Linked DNA regions of Anser cygnoides: region 2 is linked to region 1. Evidence: chromatin contacts called from public Hi-C data. All regions are on one chromosome and are shown on one strand. Each heading gives the region's core, a stretch centred on a gene start, on an enhancer-like site or on the middle of the called end of the contact. The rest is flanking DNA. Distances are from core to core; before and after follow the strand shown.

Region 1 (6,794 bases), core at 1,196-3,695:
GACCAAATTCCATTTCTGCATACATCGCACTCTGGTCTGCCGCAGCATTCCCTTCACGAAAAGCCTGTAGGATGCTCTATTTCCTCACAGTTTTGCACTCTTGTACAATGTCACTGTGTGATGCCGGTAGATAAATTCTGTTTAGCAAACTAAAATCATGCCCTTTTGGATAAAAGATGATATTAAGATACAGAACTATTCATTAGAGAAGGAATGTCCTACTCATTACCATGCAAAAACAGTTTTAATCAAGCATCTGAGCATGTTTATAAACAGATGTTTCATCTAAATGTCTTAGAAATAAACAGCTTTGGTAAACAAGTTCCCTGAGTCTACAGAAAGTTGAGAGTGAAGCTAGCATACTGCGGTGTTACAGCTCTCCTACGCAGGCTGATGTCCTTCCATACGTACCCTAGACTTGAGTTTAGCAAAGTTTCACTGGGTAGGAGGGGTGCCAAATGCCAGGCAGTTTCTATGGTAGAATGTTCACAGAGCAATAAATTGAAGTGAATTTGCTAGGTACAGTCACAGAAGTATGTTAGGATTTCATGCTTTAGGACACATTCTTGCGTTTGTTTCATACAGAAGTCCCCCGCAACATTCCTGTACCTGGTAGCAAAGATTCTGTAGTCTTTGTGAATAGTCTGACTTCTCTATTTCCCTTGGATAGGAAGAAGTGTTTCCTGTTAGCTGTAAATTCATTGCATCATTCAAGAAGCACAAGAAGACAGTTTTGAATGCTATTTTAAATATGCCTTTCAAAAATCCATTAGATTAAGGGGTATCGAAGAGGAATATCTAGATTTTTAGAACCATTTTTCATATGTACAACATAAATGATTAAAAGATTAACACACTGTGCATTTATTTTGCATATCATGTAACATGTATCAGTATCTTCCAAAAGTCATCGTTGCACTAAAAAAAAACCAACTCATTACTTAAAAATTAAGGGCAGAATAATTGTGCTTTTGAAACATTGCTTTTATTTGGCCTTTTCTTTCCCTTCTTGGTATAAGACGATCCAAATTTGGATTTAAATAGATGGAAAGACAAAAGCCTATCTCATTAATGTAACCTGTATTATGCAAAGTAATTTATTGGGTACAATACTAACTATTTCTAGATGCTAACAGTCTGTCAACACACTTCTGGTACAAGCATTATCTGGTCATCATCCCAAGTTCATTTAATTGTTCTGAATCAGAACAATCGATACGCACGTAAAAGGGCAATCACCACCCTCCCCCTCCATCACCTAAATTTTTACCAGTTCCAGGGAAAGCCAAAAATCACTTGTTCTGCCCTGAAAGAGCAACCTGTTCCTCTGAGCTTTCCCCACTTCTCCAAGGCAGCAGAATTTTCTACTTTGCTGTTTTATTTCATTGGTATTTTTAACTCCTGGACTACTTCCTCAGTGACAATTTCTGGTCTTTTCTTGTCCAGGAATCTGTCAGGAATGACTGACTGGTGAAACAGGATTGTCCCAACAGCGAGCAGACTGAACCGCTGTGGATGTTGCACCCCCAGTGCTTCATCCTCCTGATGCCTCTGCATCTAAATCCAGCTTCAGATCTGATGAATGCCTAGTTGTTTCTTTAAAACTGTCAAAATCTGTTAGTCTCTTAGGGAAACGCTACCGTGATTTGCGAAGCTGAGGCACGCTGCTCGGTGGAAACATCTGTGCTTTCAGCGGGACAGTTCCTCCCCGCCCCGTCCCCTTGGCATCCCCTCAGCTACTCTGCGGGCTTTCATCCCTTCCGACCTCCACGGACTTGGGCTCGCGCCTTCCACCCCAGCCCCTGTCCGCCCCCCAGGAGCGGTTTTTTGACCTGGAAGGCGCCTTTCCCATGACTTTTTGCCGTCTTTCCGCGACCCCCCCCCGGCCGGTTCCACCCCCCCCCCGGCTTCGCTCTCCCCGCCCGGCTCGGCGCAGGTGAGCGCGGCCCGGCCCGGCCCGGGGCCGAGACCCGGGGCCGGGGGGAGCCGGGCCGGGGGGAGCCCTCCTCGGGCCCTCACCCCGCGGCCCTCGGGGGAGCGGCGGCTGCGGGCCGGGGCGCTGCCCGTCGCCGGGAAGTTGGGGAAGTGCGGGAGGAGAGAAGCGGGGCGGCCCCGCGGCTCCCCGCTGCCCCTCGCCGGCCCCTCCGGCAGCCCGGGGCTCGGGGCGGCCGCCGGGGGGGGAACGGGACGGGGGGGGCGGGCGGCCCCTCGGAGCCCGAGCGGCGGCTGCAGTTGCCCGCCTCAGCCAACAGGTCGCACCGTTCCCCCTCGCTTGGGCCCGGCGGGCGCTGCCCCGCGGTGCGGCGCGAGGGGCGCCGGGCCGGGCCGGGCCGTGCCGAGCCGAGCCGAGCCGAGCCGGGCAGGGCACGGAGCGGAGCGGGCGCTGCCGCCGCCCCTCCATGTGCCGGCCGCCTCCGGTGCCGCTGCACGTCGGGGAGGCGGGCGGGAGGAGGGGGAGGGGAGGAGGCCGCCGCCGTCCTCCATTTTGTGGCTGGGGCCGGGGCAGAGCCGTGCCGAGCGCCGCGCTGCCCGGCCCGCGGGCGGACGGGCGGGCAGGGCAGGGAAGGAAGGGAAGGGGCGGGCGGGCGCGGAGGGCGCCGGGCGCGGGCAGCGAAGGAGCGAAGTCTGCGGCGGCAATTAGCGCTAATTAGCGGAGGGGGCGCCGCGGCGGAGGGAGGGAGGGAGGGAGGGAGGGGCGGGGACTAGGTCAGGGGCTCGGGCCGGTGGGAGGAGGAAGGGGGGGGGGGAAGCGGGCGCCCGCCGCCGCGGCTCCAGGAGGGGCGGCTGTTTACTTCCTCCGCCCGCGCCCCTTCCACCCTTCCTGCCGCCCGCCGGCTCCCCCAGGCCGCCCCCGGCCGCGGGGCCGCGATGGCAGTCGGCGGCTGAAGGAGCCCCAGCGCCCCCCCCTGGACGAGGTAAGGGGCGGCGGGGGGGGGGGGGTCCCGCGGGAGGTAGGTGGGGGGGGGGCACTGCGGACTGCGGCCCGGGGAGCGCCCCCCGAGGGGACGGGGGCGGGCAGGGGGGTGCCGGCGGCGGGGGCTCGGTGGGAGCCCCCCGAGGTTTGTGGCGGGGGGGGCCGGTGCTGCGCGACCCCCGCCCGCCGAGCGGCCCCGCGGGGGGGGAGCGGCGGGGGGGGGGGGGGAGCGGAGCCCGCTGCGGGGCGCGCAGGCAGCCGTGGGCTGGCCCTATTTTGCAGAAGTGGGTGTGCCAGCGAGACGGCTCAACAGGTCTCGACACATTTCTCTGAAAACTGCACTTCGCGAGGCGGGATTCGCTGCGGTCCCGCAGCTTCAGGCGTTGCGCGGCTCCGTTTTCGGGTGTCCCCCGCTCGCCGGACCCCTGCCCCCCCCCCCCCCCCCCCCCGCGTCCCTGACGCGTCTCCCACCCCCGAGGGGCCGCCGCCGCTTTTCCTGAGGCGGGGGAGCCGTCAGCCGGAGCGGCTTCGCCTCGCTGCCCCCGCCCGCAGGCACGCGGCAGCCCCCCGGCCCCGGTGCGGGCGCTGCGGGCCGGCCCCCGCCGTGCCCCCCCCCCCCCCCGATGGCCGCGCCGCGCCGCGCCGCGCTCCCCAGCCCTGCCCGGCGAGGGGCCGGCGGCCGCGGGCCCGTTTTGCGCTCCGCGGTCCGGTGTCGGCTCGGAGGCGGCTGTCAGGGCGCCCCGCCGCTGCCCTAGGCACGGCTCGGGAGGTTCGGCGGCTCGGGAAACGAGGGTAAGAGACCCCCCCCGCTCGGAGCTGGCGGGGGCAGCGCGGGGCCTCAGGGCGGGTTTCGCCTGGGGAAGTTTCCCCCGGGCCGGCTGCGGCTTGGGGCCACCTTAAAATTTTTACGCACGGAGACTTCTCTGCCGATTGCAGCCTTAACTTTGGCATACAGAGAGCTGGGGCTTTCATCGGCAGTCTGAGGAAAGCGGGCCGCGGAGCCGGCGGGTTCGTCGTTCGGGCGGTGTGAGCTCCCCGCCTGCCCCCCCTGCCCGGGGGGGTCCTGGGGGCCGGGCCCGAGCTGGCCCCGGCGGCCCCTTGCAGGCAGCCGTAGGCAACAGGCGAGCCGTATAGACAGTTTGCGTCCGAATTTACGGTCGTTCTCCAAATATTTGTGCTCCGTGCTGAAAATAAATATAGTCAACACGGGCAGATGAAACTGATGAGGTTTGTCCTCGGCGTTAGATGTGCTCCCAGAGCAGCGACGAGCGCTTAAAGTTTCTGAAGTCAATAAAAATCCTGCTTTAGTTTTAGTTGGTTTTTAGTTGTAAACGTAGGATTTGTTTACAGAATCACGTTGACTTTATTTCAAGGTTCACAAGCTGCGTTTTGAGCTGAACTTAGGCAGAGTTTTGAGGTGCGGAGGTTGTACGGCTACTGGAAAACAGCGAAATGGTTAGATTTTGGCTGGCTGGTGGATACCGAGCTTGAGAAGTGGGTTAGGGAGGCTGCTCCCGCCTGCTGTGAGTGATGCATCGGGACCTGCAGGGAGAGGGGAAACCGGCTCGTAGAAGTGGTAAATACCTTCTCGCCTTCCCTGCTCGAGATGCGTTTAAATACCAGGGGAAGTCACCCTCTGAAATTCGTGAATTGGGTACTTCAGCAGTTCGTGCACTTCCTTGCTTGCTGAGATGGATAACAGAGCTTGAGAGAGCGTTCAGAAAGCTGTCCTACGTTGCAGTCCGATTCTGAGTTGTGTGCAGGCAGACTTACTGCTTCATCCGGGCTCAGCAAAGCTTTATAAAAAAAAAAATCATGTTACCACTCAGCTATGAACAAAAGCCAAAAACAGTGGGTTTGGGAAAGATGTGGCACACATCCGCTTGTAACTTGACTTGCTGTGCTCTCGTTCTCAAAGTAGTTAAACGAGGTTCACTAGGCTAATGATTTAGACTTTTTTTTATTCTGTTGTTAAAATATCCTTCGTGTGCTAACTTTGAATGCTTGTTATCTTTTTATAGCTAATGTTGAAAGTAATGGATTCCAAAGAATTGCTTAACTCGTCAGATCAAGACAAAACGAGGAAAAATGTGCTCATCAGTACCAAAGGAGGGATTGTGATGGACTTTCATCCACCCTTCAGGGGTGGAGCTCCTGTGCAAGCCCCTGTATCTACATCTCCTCTCCCTGTGTCTTCTCAGTCAGATTCCAATCAGCAACCTGCTCTGGCTGATTTTTCAAAAGGATTAGTAAACAATGTGCCTCAGCCAGACCTCTCCAAGGCAGTGTCGCTCTCCATGGGACTGTATATGGGTGAAACAGATGCAAAAGTGATGGGAAATGACCTTGGATTTTCGCAGCAGGGCCAAATTGGCATCTCTTCTGGAGAAACGGACTTCAGGCTCCTGGAAGAAAGCATTGCAAGCTTGAACAAGTCCTCGAGCCTGGCAGAGGACGCAAAGGGAGCAGCATCTTCTGAGGTGCCGCTGGAGCCGGATTTCCCCGGCATGGCTGGCCGCAGCGTCCCCTTAGAGCCGGGAGCGTCAGTCCAAAGCCAGGTTGGCTCTAATGGTGGCAACTTGAAATTATTCTCTGAAGACCAAAGCACCCTGGATATTCTCCAGGACTTAGAATTGCCACCGGTATCGCCTGGCAAAGAGCCAAATGGGAGCCCGTGGAGGCTTGACCCGTTGCTCGATGACGGTGGCTTGCTGTCCCCGATATCCGCAGACGATGCGTTTCTCTTGGAAGGAAATTTGGGGGAAGACTGCAAGCCTCCTATTTTGTCTGACACTAAACCTAAAATTAATGACCGTGGTGACCTTTTACCCAGTTCCAAAATGCCAATGCCTCAAGTGAAAACGGAAAAGGAAGACTTCATTGAACTCTGTACTCCTGGCATAAAGCAGGAAAACATGGGCCCAATTTATTGTCAGGCAAGCTTCTCTGGGTCTAATCTACTGGGTACTAAAGTCTCTGCCATATCTATCCATGGTGTCAGTACCTCTGGGGGACAAATGTATCACTATGATTTAAATACTGCATCGCTCTCTCAGCAGCAGGATCAGAAACCAATTTTTAATATCATTCCATCTCTTCCTGCCGGTTCAGAAAATTGGAATAGGTGCCAGGGATCAGGGGATGAGACTTTAGCTCCTTTGGGAACGCTCAACCTTTCTGGCAGACCTGCTTTCACTAATGGCTATTCAAGGTAATTAGTTTTTGTTTCTCTTTATTAAAATGTTACAAGTATGTTTAGCACAACTGCACGCAAGCTGGCTTTTTTATTTTTTTCCCTCCAAGTCGATCGTCACTTTCTCATTCGTTGTGTACGGCCGCCTGACCGAGTATCACCGATGTGTGGTTCTTACATTGCTCGGCAGTAATTTTCGCCGGGTACTCAGCTCTGGGTGTGAAAGGGAGGAAATGAGGAGGGGAGCTGACAGGCTTTAAAAAATAAAAATAAATCTAAAATGTGTCCTAAGGGGAAAATCGAATATGTGGTGGAAGGATCCATACACAAGGCAGTATAGAGGGAAGTATTTAAGTGTATACAAAAGCTACTTCATTCTCAAGGGTTAGAGGATAAATCACTGTGGTGTTCTTTTTCCCCCCTAGTGTTACTTAAATGTTAAGCACAAAAATAACTTGGTTGCTGGGTAAATTTCTAGAATTACATTTAAGCCGAAGTAGAGTTTTAGCTTTGCTTGGTATTGCATTTACCTTACATGGACAACAAGATTCCAAGTAGGAAATACTCAGCAGTTCGTTTAATAACTGCGTTTAAAGAGATAAGAATATTTGCAGTAAGATTTAAACATACCTGAAATTTAACTCTTACGGCGAACTGGAGGAGGGCTTGCTTATAGGAGGCTCTCTA
Region 2 (6,794 bases), core at 1,178-3,677, 110 kb after region 1:
AGCAGGGGCACTGCTGTGGGATGCCTGGGGGCCAGGGCGAGCACCACCCGGCCTAGCTGGGAGTTCCGGGTGCTCTCCCACCCGCCCCGACCATCCTGCACGCTTCGGATGCAAATCTCCCCTCCTGAGAGAAAAGGCAGAAGCCTCCTGGATATTGTTTGCATGCTCCTACTTCTGAGCAGGCCGACGACTTCATGAAGTCGCAACGCAAAAATCCAGCCCATCTAGTTACAGGGCGAAAAGTCATCTGGCCTCACCCCACCTTCAAAACCGTCACGCACAAGAAGAAATTACGATGAGAGAACAGACCGAAACCCTCGCTACTCCATCCAAGGCACATCTCCGGTGTGCGTTACCAGGCCACCAGAGCAAGGTGCTGGCTTTTAAGGATTTAAAAAAAAAAAAACATTCTCAAGTCTTACGTGCTTTGTGATCACACAGTGTTTGAAAACTTTCCCCGTTTCAGCTGAAGTATATATCCACGCTATAAATACAGGCTTTTCTGGCTTTTGTTTTGTCATGTTTCCTAAGGAAGAAGTTCTCTGCAAAGGCAAGGGTAAAGAAAATCAGTGCCTATTTAAAAGAAATATTTAAAAATCCCCATGTGGGGCGTTGGTGGCAGCAGACAGCCAGCTCCGGTCCCTCGTGCCCGCCGCCGCAGCGACAGCTCCTGGCAGGGGACAGCAGCCCTGCTGACTCACCAGTACAACTCCCGCCCAGAGCGGTTTTTCCATAAAAATAAAACCAGCCCTAATAAATAAACGCATTCCCATCGTAAAACCCTGATTGGTGCCTGGGAAGGAAGAGCCTTCGCCCTGCAGCAAAACAATTTCCCTCCTGGCTCGTGATGGAGGGCCAGGACCGAGGAAGGCAAAGGTGAAAACGAGCGAGTTCCCCCGGCCGAAGGACAGCGGTGGCACGCAGAGCGCGTCCCACGCGTGCTGCTCTCACAGCGCCCGACGCGGCCGCCCGGCCCCGCTCACGTGCAGAGATCCGGGAGAGCAGCAGGAGCCGGGAGGGATCCCTGGGAGGACGTGAGAAGCAGGAGCTGGGCTCGGCCCCGCGTGGAGCAGAGCTGAGCTACGCACCAGCATCTGCCGGCGAGCCGAGAAGCTTTGTAGACAAAGCTCAGGCAAACTTCTCCGCTTCCACAGACGGCGTTCAAAATTTTTAACATCACACGCTGTAAGGTCACAGGGTATATCGGATGTATCAGTGCTCACTGCAGCAAAACTGAAACAAGACGTCCCCCAAACTTGCAGCCTTAATGTCTTTGCTCCAGCAAGCCTTGCGCTGAGATCAGCAGGAGCTTCACAGACTTATTTTGACGCGAACATCAGCCTCCACAGTAAGAAGCTCGAACTTCCAGCCGACACGGCTCCTCTCCTGGCAGCACCCCGAGAGCTTGTGCAGACATTGAGCAGCGTGCCCTGATGCTGTGAGGGGCTGGGTGCCCACCACGACGACACGAGGGGCAGGGACGTCAGTGACTAAGGGCACCAAACCCGTCCACCTCCCAGCAGCAGAACAGAGCAAAAGGCCCTGGTCCACGATGGCCTGCACGGAAGCATTCATTTCACTGGTAATTTCAGACACCAAAAAAAAAGAAAAAAAAAAAAAAAAAGAAGAAATTCAGTTCTGGTCTGGGTTAGTTTTTAATTTACTAACCTTTGCTGTTGTCACTTTAGGGAAGGAAGCACCAAATCCAGGATTCCTTTTTTACTAGTACTCTCAATGAGTTCCTTGTTCAGAAAGAAATCCTTTTTTCTTTAAAGAAGGAAAGCGGGGCTTCCCGGCCTGCTCACACCTGGAATTTTACAGCTCCTCAGCTGCAGGGCTTGAATTCTTGAATTCTGCCAGCACCGCGAGCTGCTCCAGTCGTGGGCCGGGCAGCTCCTCCTGAGCAGGTCCCGAGATGGGACAGCCCTGGCCCGTGGCCAAAAACTTACAGAAAATGGTGAAGAATGCAGGAAAAAAACTGAAGCTGGGCTCGATGATGGGTCTCACGGGACCGGCAGAGGGTTTGGCAGGGTTTTTGAAGGAGCACGGAGAGCAAGGCACCCTGACACGCTCCCTGATGCCGGGCACCCTCATTGTGGGTCCGGTAATTACAGGGGAGCACTGGAAACCCTCGCACGGCAGTAACAGATAATAGCAACCGGCTTCAGTGCCCAGAGCTGCCCAAGGCTTTGCAAAGCTGAAATTACCCAGCTGGTTAAAGAAACAGGGACGGCTTTATACAGGCATTATTTGTGCAGCGCCGCAGGGCAGCAAGGACAACGCCGCCGGGACACTGGCACCATTCAGGCAGCGCGCCCCGACCCCGAGAGCGCAGCCCGTGCACAGCCGCAGGGCAACGCGCTGCTCGCCGCGCTCCTGCCCCGGCGGCACTCCTCCTCGCCACTGCCCGTCAGCACCCGCACGGGGCAGAGGCGTGAAGCAGAGGAGCCCCGCACCTCCGTGGGCTGGGCACGGGGATCACCGCTGCCACCGCTCCGACCGCGGCTGGGGGTGACTCCGGTGACCGCCCCAAGCAGAGCAACCCCAACCATCACCCGACCCGCAGCCCTGGTGTGGAACCAAAACCACTCGCGCCAAGCCCTTACTTGTCTAAAAACGCGTGCTCCTTCCCCAGCGCCGAGCAAGCCCGGCAGCCTCCCTGCACACGCTGCTCTCCCCGGTCCCCCCCAAACGCCGCGTGGGGGCTGAGCACCATCAGCAGGCTCGAGCCGGCTACAAATAAACACGTGGAAACGATCTGGGTATGTTTAACCACCACAGCACTGCAGAGGAAATACAGCAATCAAATTTTCATGGGACTACAAATTAGGTTAAAAGCAAATATTTAAAGACAAACTAATGCGTTTCAGCAAACATTAAAACCCAGGAGCACAGATAAGTATGAGAACAGCATGGGCTCGTGCGGAGCAGACTCGGGCTGATGGGTAAGCAGGCACAGAGGCTGAAGAGACATCTATACATAGCATTAAAAGAGAATAAAATGAAGTCAAACACTTCATTTCTTATTGAAAGATTGGATTGGATTAAAGACATTAGATTTACATAATTGGGGTTATAGAGAAGAAAACATTTGCTTTGAGGTATTCACTTTAGACTCACTTTTTAACCTTTAGCTCGACCTTGACTAAAAGCTTGCACATTCCTGTGTGTGCAATCACTGGATGTAAGGAAAAATACCAAATGCCACAAACTTTGCCAGAGGCAGAAGTGCTGCCAGGGCTACCCTGCTAGGCACCGCTTCACTTTGCACAAGTGTAAAGGCCCCTTATGGGCCGCAAGCAAATGGTTCTGCTCCAGTCCGCTCACGTAGCTCTGGGTGACAGCAAGACGCCTCCGCTCCCCACAGCCTGAACTGGTTCGTTCTGCTGAGCTTCTTTACGACTTTCTTTAAAAAATAAGTTATTAGGAAGAGCAACTCTTGGAATTTGAAAAACTGCAAATCTGGCAAACAATTCCTTAAAGTCGCAACGAGACTCGGGCTCACAAACGTTGCTGCAATACGAGTCACATAATTTTCTTCCCTCGGAGGACAAATAAACTAAAAACATCCTGTTGGGGGCAACGGCATGTGACTGACCCCCAGGGCTTCCACCAGCAGCACGGGCACGAGACCCGCGCATCCCGCCCCAGCTCACGGCACACAACTCGCGGCCTTACCGCGGCTCCTGCCCCGCGGGCGCCGTTCCTCCCGCCCAGCGTCCTGCCAGCTGGGTTCGGCTTACACGAGGTCGGCTGGCTTGCTCGCAGGGTTTTAGTGGCAGCAGTGGCGATGGGAAAGAGATGGAGCTGGTGGGCGAAAGCCAGAGCCCTTCTCCGCCCAGACACTGCCAATGTGCACCTACCTTTGCCCGTCCCAGCGCTGTGGGGCTGAGGCCCCCCTGCGGGGCGCGGGAGCTGCACCCCAGACCCCAACCCCGTCCCCTCCCATCAACCAGAGGGACCACGGCCAGGGTCACTGGCCCACCCGGCACCAGCACCGGCACTGCACCGTCTCCACGGGTAGCCGGGAGAAAGCTGCTCAGGCCAAGCGCTCACCGCCTGCCCTCAAGGGGCTGGGGGCTTGCCCAGCTAGGTGGGAGGGGGCCATGCACGCAGCCCGTGGGGGGGCATGGAGGGAGGAAGGCCTCCCCTCACCGCCAAGGTCGCTGCGCACCACTGCCGCCGGCGGCGCAGCAGGGCCGATCCCGCCGGCCGATCCCCAGGGCCCGCGACGGCTGCCGGGGATCTGGGCAGATCTTCACGTGTGCGGGAGGGGAGGGAGGTTCTGTGGGAAAATGCGCCGGGGCCCAGCAGGGCCGCGGCAGGAAGGAAATTCCCCGCAGCAGAGCGGCCACTGGTGCGAGGGCTCGGCTGTGTCAAGTCCAGGGGACTTCATAAATAACTCGGCTGTCCCCAGGGAGTCATTGCTAAGGTCGCTATTTTTTCCCTTGAACTTTCCAGATGAAGGAAGCAATAGCAGAAGCAATGGCACAGATTTGGCTGGAGATCAACTGTACTGACAACAGTCATAGGATTTAACTCAGAAGAAAAGTCCTTTGTGTTTGCTGGAGTTATCTCCAGATGGGTCAAGCAGTTCAAACAGCAACGCGGAGCTCTGCTTGAAAAATATCCCACGTGCTCAAAATAACCAGGGCTGAGCTCACCAGCAGATCTAACCCGCAGCCACTAATCCCACCACTTAGGCAGAGTTAAAAATGCAGGACACATGCTAGGCGCCCATTAAAAATTAAAATGCTAAATTGTATTCTTCCACATACTGCTGGGATTCAGAGTAAGAAACAGCCCTGATTAAAGATTAAGGACAGAGAGCCTATAAAACACTAATTACTACCGTACTTACAGTGAATTTGGCCTGTTGGGTTTAATTACTTCTAGTTCAAGATCACTTGAGTTCAGGTTGGGCTGGGGAGAGCTGTTGGAGTTGAGGAAGCTGTTTGCATTTGAGGATACGACGGATTCCAGGCTGGAGTTGATGATACTGTTCCTATTCTCCTCTGAAAAACACCAAAACCCAAGAATCATCAGACACCACACATAGCTGCTATTGCTTAAAAAAGCACATACAGCTGCGAAGGCATATGGCATTCCTACTAATAATCCCTGCCCTACTGTAAATAGGGCAGTATCCTGCCAGATCCCCAATGGCAGGCAGTTAGCTTACAGTCAAATTTTCTGTACGTTGTACATCGATATACAATTATTACACCAGTTATTTTTTTATTGATGCAAGTACATTTTAAATGAATAATATTTTAAAGAAAATATGTTTTTGTTTGTTTGTTTTTCTTAAGGCATTAATATTTTATATTCCCAAAGACTTCCGAAGTGCTACATCACCTGAAAAAAATTAGAATGCAAACTACATACAGGAAGGAATGTCTCTGTGACTGAAATCGGCGACCACAGGGCTGAACGTTTGTGTGACAGAGCAGGATAACATTTTAGAAGGAGGGAAGGACAGATCACCCAGTTAAAGTTTATCTCAGCAAAGCAACGCTTCAGCCTAGGACGTGACAATAACTACTATCAGCCTTTTCTGGCCATGCCCAGCATCACAAGGCAGCACTGTTACAAACAGGGCTGAGGAGGAAGGGGAAAGGGTCTCCACTCTGCCTCGGTGCAGCTGCTCTGAGCGCTCCCAGCTCCGGCCCCGTGGCTCAGCCCCGGCCGTGGCACAGCACCGCACGGACACCGGCTGCACCGTGCCCGCCGAGACGTGGGCACCTCCCTGCCGCCAGCCTGGAGGTTTCTTGGAGTTTCTCCTTTCCCTTCATCACGCTCTGCTACGAGACTTCCCCCCTTATCTGTGTGACTTCAGCACCGAGGTGTGGAAACGTTACGTATCCCAAACCAGCCTCCGGCAGCATGGGCCCCCTCCTCAGCTCTGCGCTGAATTACCCCAAATCACATTAATTCATTTTCGTAAGGTGCCTTTTCCATATAAGCAGCAATTGTAGTTGTAATTGGGAGGAGCAATTATCATCACTGAAGGCATGGAGAGCAGCTCTATTGCAGAGAACTGCTCCTTCTGTGATGATGTTTTCCTGAAAGACAGGCACCTGCTGGAAAACACGCTGAGTGCTACTTCAATGATTAATCTTTCAGGGAAATTATTTTTCCTGTGCACACTAACATGATCAAATTGCTGCTGAAAAGCACGTAGTAAAAAAGAACCCCTCATTCTCAATCCCTTCAAATTATACGTCTGCTTGCATTAGAAGGCCAACATGCAACACTCATCTGCATCCTGTGCACGTTTAAAGAAGGATAAACGGCGTGAGAGGAACCCCTGAGCTATGCGGGTAGTTAAGACTGAACACCCAGCAGAGAGAAACCCCTCACATTTCTGTGAAATAGCTTGGACGCAGCGCTGTCTCAGGGACAGAGGAGCGTGGCATTGTGTAAGCCCTTTGCCACCGTTTCAAGGAAAAAAGATTACATGAGCAAAAGGTTCGCGGGTGCCAGGGCGAGGAGCAAAGTCTAACGCTCCTCGTCACGTTCGCTCCCCGGGGTCACTGAGTTCTCCTGGTTCCTGGGCAAAATCAGAGCGCTTGCAGGCAGCAAGGGGGCCCGAACTCAGCCCAGGTGATCTTCCAAAGATTAGACGAAGCCCAGGATGTGATATTTCTGTCGATCGATGTTAACAGGTTCCTGAAATCGCATGTCATTAATCTTGATCTCCAGCAAGCTGACAGGGGAGCAGGTATCTCAAACACTTCTCTGTCCCCTCCGCTGGTCCTGTGATGCACCCAGCTGGATTTTTTTTCCAGCCT

Evidence for each region. A called contact is a pair of places that touch in the nucleus more often than the background predicts.
Region 2: a Hi-C map of liver shows a contact between it and region 1, with 1.7 times the contacts expected there. The contact joins the enhancer-like site here to the promoter of NR3C1 in region 1. A contact is called at or near these places in 2 of 7 Hi-C or Micro-C datasets (both in liver).

Annotation. Positions count from the first base shown.
Region 1 is chr14:1,179,652-1,186,445 of Taihu_goose_T2T_genome, forward strand. It overlaps NR3C1 (nuclear receptor subfamily 3 group C member 1), which reads left to right and starts at 2,446. Exons shown (of 9, transcript XM_067005456.1): 1 at 2,446-2,915; 2 at 4,936-6,125. The coding sequence starts at 4,939.
Region 2 is chr14:1,287,429-1,294,222 of Taihu_goose_T2T_genome, forward strand. It overlaps ARHGAP26 (Rho GTPase activating protein 26), which reads right to left. Exons shown (of 25, transcript XM_067005447.1): 21 at 4,862-5,015. Among named protein-coding and RNA genes, the nearest start is that of ARHGAP26, 100 kb to the right of the region's middle. Within about 2 kb of position 2,428, at least 2 of the 3 cell types and tissues checked have open chromatin away from gene starts, as enhancers often do. A contact at or near this core is called in liver, where this site is marked.